Linked DNA regions of Sus scrofa: region 1 is linked to region 2. The links are chromatin contacts, called in public HiChIP or PLAC-seq maps. All regions are on one chromosome and are shown on one strand. The core of a region is the stretch at or near the end of the contact, and the rest is flanking DNA. Distances in the headings are between cores, read along the strand shown. Region 1 has its middle 42 kb from the start of C10H1orf100. Region 2 overlaps CEP170 (centrosomal protein of 170 kDa).

The links. HiChIP or PLAC-seq counts read pairs in DNA pulled down with a chosen protein or histone mark.
Region 1: a contact with region 2 is called in an H3K27ac HiChIP or PLAC-seq map of alveolar macrophages. The contact joins two enhancer-like sites. A contact is called at or near these places in 2 of 47 Hi-C or Micro-C datasets (fetal heart ventricle and fetal skeletal muscle) and 1 of 2 datasets of contacts at active chromatin or transcription factors (alveolar macrophages).

The regions. Positions count from the first base shown.
Region 1 is chr10:17,155,395-17,158,244 of Sscrofa11.1, forward strand. No RefSeq gene overlaps it. Among named protein-coding and RNA genes, the nearest start is that of C10H1orf100, 42 kb to the right of the region's middle. Within about 2 kb of position 1,262, at least 33 of the 83 cell types and tissues checked have an H3K27ac peak or open chromatin away from gene starts, as enhancers often do. A contact at or near this core is called in alveolar macrophages, where this site is marked.
Region 2 is chr10:16,121,528-16,124,635 of Sscrofa11.1, forward strand. CEP170 (centrosomal protein of 170 kDa) reads right to left here. Exons shown (of 20, transcript XM_021064150.1): 8 at 1,923-2,399. Among named protein-coding and RNA genes, the nearest start is that of SDCCAG8, 68 kb to the right of the region's middle. Within about 2 kb of position 1,709, at least 8 of the 83 cell types and tissues checked have an H3K27ac peak or open chromatin away from gene starts, as enhancers often do. A contact at or near this core is called in alveolar macrophages, where this site is marked.

The DNA of each region.
Region 1 (2,850 bases), core at 12-2,511, 1.0 Mb after region 2:
ATATTTAGACAGGCTTTCATTTAAAACATCCCGAGAAGATAGACTGGATTGTTCGTGGAAAACAGAGATTGGATTTGGAGTCAGAATGCAGTTCCGTATCTCCGTGCCAATCAGCCATGCGTGGCAGCACACGAGCAAATCGTTTCATTTTCTGAACCTGTTTCCTCACCTGTAAAATGAAGGGCATAATAAATGTTTGATGCTTAGAGTTTTGTGAAGCTTAAATGAGGCTGCACGTGAGAAGTGACTTGTGGAGCTCTCCTATGGCTCAGCAGGATCAGGATGAGCGGGTGTTGTCACTGCCGTGGCTCAGGTCACTGCTGTGGTGCAGGTTCGATCCCTGGTCCGGGAACATCCCCATGATATAAATATGTTAAATATCTCTAAATATATTAAGATATATTTATGTACATAAATAGTAATATTTATTTATTGCAAATAAATATTTAAAATTTTAAAGATATATTAAAGATCTCTAAAGAAGTGGATTCTCTCATAACCTGGTAAAACTTTTTCCAAGACTCAAAGCCGGTTTCACTTTCTGACCCTCCTATAGCATAAAGCCTGAGCCTTAGAATGAGACGGGAGAAGGATCCCCCATCCTATACTTTCCTAAAGGCACAAGGCTGTCTGGTTCCTTAGCTTTCACTTTCCAGATTTAAGGGAAACCAGTTTCTTTGGCCTTTCTTCAGAGGACCAGCGAAAGGATAATAATGAGGAAGCAGGAACCTAGATGAGCCAGTGGAAGTTAAACTCTGCTTACCTGGAATCGCCCAGAGGCCCTTAGGGCGGGCGCTTCCTCATCTTCCAGAAAGAGCCCGGAGCCAGACGCTGTGGGCTCAGGGCTGACGTCAGATGACTCATCAAACTCAAGATGGGTTTGGCGGCCGAGGCTTCTGTGCAGCTGTTTGGAGGAAGCCAAGAATTTCTGGTGCCTTGCTCTGGACTTGGTGAGCAAACCCAAACGCTGCAGTCCCCTCCTCATGCTCAGTGTCAGTCCTGCCTGGTCGGCGGCCCAGCCAGCACCGGGTCTACTGATAAAAACGTCCAAGGCCATCCACAGGCCAGCGCTTCTGTGTTCTCTGGTTACAGTTTATCACTCCCGCCCCACTGATGCGGGAGGCAGGCTTAGGGGACATTTGGCAGCAGGATCAATAGTTTTGCAGAGAGAAAATGGCCTGCTGGCCAAAGGGACATCAAATCCTCGGGGGAGTGGTGAGGAGCTATGACTCAGATTTCCAGGCCATCTGCCCCCCTCCTTACCCCCTCCCCCCAGCCCCCAGGCTGGGCTCCGCTTCCACCTGTTTCCAGGTTTTGTTCATCTAGGTCTGTCCTCAGGAAGCCATCTTTGACTCTCTGAATGTCACCAGCCAACCTGTGTGTCAGCAGGTGACAGAGGAAGGAGGCAGGCCGTGTCTTCGGGGGGTGCTGTGGTGGCCCGGGGGTGGGGGCGGAAGGAAAAGGTCAAGCCTCTACCCTGCAGAATGAGAGCCTCCTTCCCAAGGCCGAACGGTGACGGCCGGCACGCCACGGTCAAGGCGCCCTCTCATTCCCCCCACCCAGCTCTTACTGGGCTGCCCAGAAGCTCTACAGTGACCTCCTTGTGGATGTAACCTACAGCTTTTTTGGTTTTTTGCTTTTTTTTTTTTTTTTTATGGTCACACCTACAGCATATGGAAGTTCCCAGGCTAGGGGTCGAAGTGGAGCTGCAGCTGCCAGCCTGCACCACCGCCACAGCAATTCAGGATCCAAGCTACACCACAGCTCACGGCCACGCCGGATCCTTAACCCACTGAGCAAGGCCAGGGATCGAACCCGCATCCTCATGGATACTAGTTGGATTTTTTTTTTTTTTTTTTCCTTTTCTAGGGCCACTCCTGTGGCATGGAGGTTCCCAGGCTAGGGGTCCAATTGGAGCTGTAGCCGCTGGCCTACACCACAGCCACAGCAACTTGGGATTCGAGCCATGTCTGCGACCTACACCACAGCTCATGGCAACGCCGGATCCTTAACCCACTGAGCAAGGTCAGGGATGGAACCTGCAACCTCATGGTTCCTAGTCGGATTCGTTAACCACTGAGCCACGACGGGACCTCCCCCACTAGTTGGATTCTTAATGCACTGAGCCACAACGGGAACTCCCTCGGGCCACTTCTGAAAATAGGTGGTTCTCCCCCTGCTGCCACTGGGAGACAGGGAGCCATCAGGGTCTTCTTCCCTCGGAGGAAGAAGAGCTTTTTCATACCTTCTAAATGACTCACTCCAGCCAATGGCACGTTGGAATCCAAGGTTCAGGGGCAAACTTTCTAAGCCGAGGTTCATATGAACCGATGAAGCCAAGTGACTATGAGGCTGCTGACAAAATTGTTGGTTTTGTGTGAGGTGGACCTTGGAGATGCACGAGTGTGGCTTTGAGCACCAGCCATGTGCAAGAGGCTGCAGAAGGTCGGGGTGAGGGGGTCAGAGTGGGCTGCAGGACCGGGTGCTCTCAGCCCCACGTGTTCAAGCGAGATCGCCCACAGCAGAAACCAGGGCATCGCCAGCTTTAACCACGAACCGATTTTAACATGAACCAATACTGCATGTACGTGGGTAAGTCCACTCATTTTTCGGCTTTCTTTTAGATGAATTCAGGATACACTTATTACTATAACCCTGTAGTTAAAATATCTGTCCATTATGTCAGATCTCACACAAGTTTCAGGAGAAGAAGTAGGGGGAGTGTGGGCTTGTTACATGATAAAGATTTCGACTCGTCTTCTCCCTGCTTGCTGGTAGGAAGCCTCTAAACCCTTGGAATTTCTGGAGTCAAAGGAACCTCATTATGCCCCGTGGGCCCCTCAGAACACC
Region 2 (3,108 bases), core at 459-2,958:
CGGCCCAAGAAATAGCAACAACAAAAAGACAAAAAGACAAAAGACCAAAAAAAATAAAATAAAATAAAATAAATTATATTCGCAAAGACAATTTCTTGGATGGTTTGTACACTGGCCGGAAGGGAAATCCCTAAGAAGGGGTCTAAGCAACGGCAATGGCAACATACTAGAATGTACCTATAAATCTGCTCTGAGGGATAACAGTAATTCATATGATTTCTGGTAAAGGTTTAAAATATCTAACCACGAATGTACAGCTACACTGTGAGCATTAATGCCTCCATTTGGAATCAAAATAACAGCTAAAACAAAATAGTTATTATGACTAAAATTACAGCATTTAAGAAAGGTGGTTTTTTAAAAAAATCATTTTTTGGCCTCACTTGCAGCACGCAAGTCCTAGGCCAGGGATCAAAGCCATGCTATGGCAGTGACAATACCAGATTCTTAACCCACTAGGCCACCAAGGGACTCCCTAATCAAGGCACTTTTAACGGTTGCTTTTAAAAGGATCTTTTACATTCATTTTTGACATTTATTAAGAGTGGTTTCAAAAAGATGATGTTATTTCTAAATTTTCAAAGATCATGCTACATTTTATATGATACAAGGCTATCGGTATTATTCATCCAATTCATAAAAATTGTCAATTTACAAATGGGTAGCTTTTATTTGTGAGCTTTAATATCTATGTACACATACAGGCCTCAATTATAATTTATTATTATCAAGTAGGAGAAAAAAAAAACTGATCCCATGTCAAAAGTTCATATGCCAGGTAATTAATTGCTTATGATTATAATTAAATACAGAAATAGGCCCTGACAAAGAATTAGGTAACTATACCATCTCACTCACTGCTTATTTCTAACAAATCAGAAATAGGTATTTCTTCATTAGTTTATCAGAATCCCAGGGCATAAAGTCCAGGTTAAAATGGGGTCAGTCTTGTCAATGATAGTGAAGTCATTCATAGTTTATTCCAATTACTGAGTACCTATCACATACTCAAGTCCTAGGTAAAGCTTTAAAGATAAAAGGTAAGTGATATATAATCTCTGACCTCAAAGAGAATTTATTTAAAGCTCTTGAACTTTTTGTATAGTAACAGAATAGTTAGATTAACATGAAATCATTTCCCTTATAGACAGCTTGTTAAATAAAATTAAGATAGCATAAGTCTGTCCTCAATAAATTCTAAATTAATTGGCAAAATGAATGGAAAAAGTTGATCAGTTGATACTTTGAGGTACAGGTATAAAAGATGTTATACTCTGGCCAAGGGTTATACTAATACAACATATCTAATAACTATTTCACCAATAAACACTCAACGGCAGTTTTCATAAAAGTCTTACTAGTGAAAAAAGTCTTAGTTCGATTAATTCCCAGTATCTATAAGCAAAAAAAAAAAAAATCTGTTTTAAGAGTAACCTGAGAATAGTTGGCAACGCTCTGCTAACAATGTGATGGTATTGCCAAAGCAGAAGTGTGAGCCATTATCCAATGGCTTAAAACTTTCAAAATTTATATCCTGCCATCTTACGAGAAGCAAACAATGGAGAAGAGAATTGAGTGTATCCTTTCCTTAAGTCGAGAAAATGATGAGAACTGTCTTCTAGGGAATTCCACTGGTGAACCGAATGACTCTTTTATTTCCACAGGAAAAATAAACATCTTTAATGACATAAATATAAAGTTATAAAACCAATCTGGTTTTGGCAAGGAAGTGAAAGCAGCAGACTGTTCTGATTGAGGAAGTTGGATGTGGGCCATACAGCTTTGCTCTAAAATCAAATATAAACTTTTGAAAAAGCACAAATTTCCTACCATATAATTATTTACCTAATAGTAGTTTGGTTACTGGGAAGAATGAACTTTTTCATAAAATAGGAAGTTTTGAAATGATCATTTCACTTTACCTTTCAACCTTTTCAAGTAAACCGGAACGTCACTTTTAATACTTTTGGAATCCTCTTCTGTTCTTTCCCACACCATCTGAGGAGGGTTGTTCTGGGCTAGCCAGTCAGCTACTTTGTTTTCTGGTGCCATCATTCCAGTTTGAATTCCCGGCAGGTCTTGAGTTCCAGGAGAAGACTTCTTTGACTTGTGGCGCTGATCAGAAGCAAATTTTGTCACATGGTCTCTAATAGTTACTTTCCCTGGGGTACTGTCATCAAACTCAATGGTAAAGGAAGCATGCCCTGCACCTGTTGTATGGGAGCTGGGTGTGTCTTTTGTTGGGATTTCATGAATAGTGCTTTCTGTTATTTGTGATGGTTGCTGAAATTCTTTTGTAGGGATTTCAAAATAACTTGGTTCCCTACAGAAAGGAAAAAGTACTTCTTCATTTGCAGCTGCAGCTTGTTCCTCAACTTGCTTGGCATCTATGCTGCACCCTAATAAGAAAAATAAGAGAAAATTCAAAATATTTGGGAGCTTCTAGCACTTGAGGGCATACAGCAATGGCCACTTGTGTTATTCCATGAGAATCAGAAGGAAGTCTGGATGAGAAAGAATGGCAAATGTCACAGAGGAGAAATAATTTTGATTATAAACATGGCATTCAGTTACAAATAGGAGATGCAAGATAAGCAGCAGCAATGTCAAAAGACAGTGAAGCAGTTAAGAGATGGACCATGCCTGGTGAGGTACATATTTTTTCCAACTTGGATCCAGAAATTATCAAAGTAAAAAGAACTGAACTCAAATGGAGATAGAGATGCATACTCAAAGTACATTTCTAGAGAGACTAAAAAAAAAATATGAATTTCCTCATCAGGTAAGGAGGATGAAATATATGAAATATCTACAAGCACAAATAAAGTTCCAAAGGAGAACAGGTCCTCAAATGAGAAAATAAACATGATGTCAATATATAAGCCATGTTCTAGACATAATGATTCACTTACCATTTGTCACCATCACATTCAGAGACATTACAGCGACAAACATATCATTACTACTGTATTACTAATTGTAATCCAAGAAGACAGATACAGTTTATATAGAAGAAAAAAATGAGTAAAGCTAAAACATGTGGTCTGCTGGCAGCACGGCAAACCAAGCAGCCATGGGAAACAAAGTGAAAGGAGAAAATTCAGTTGC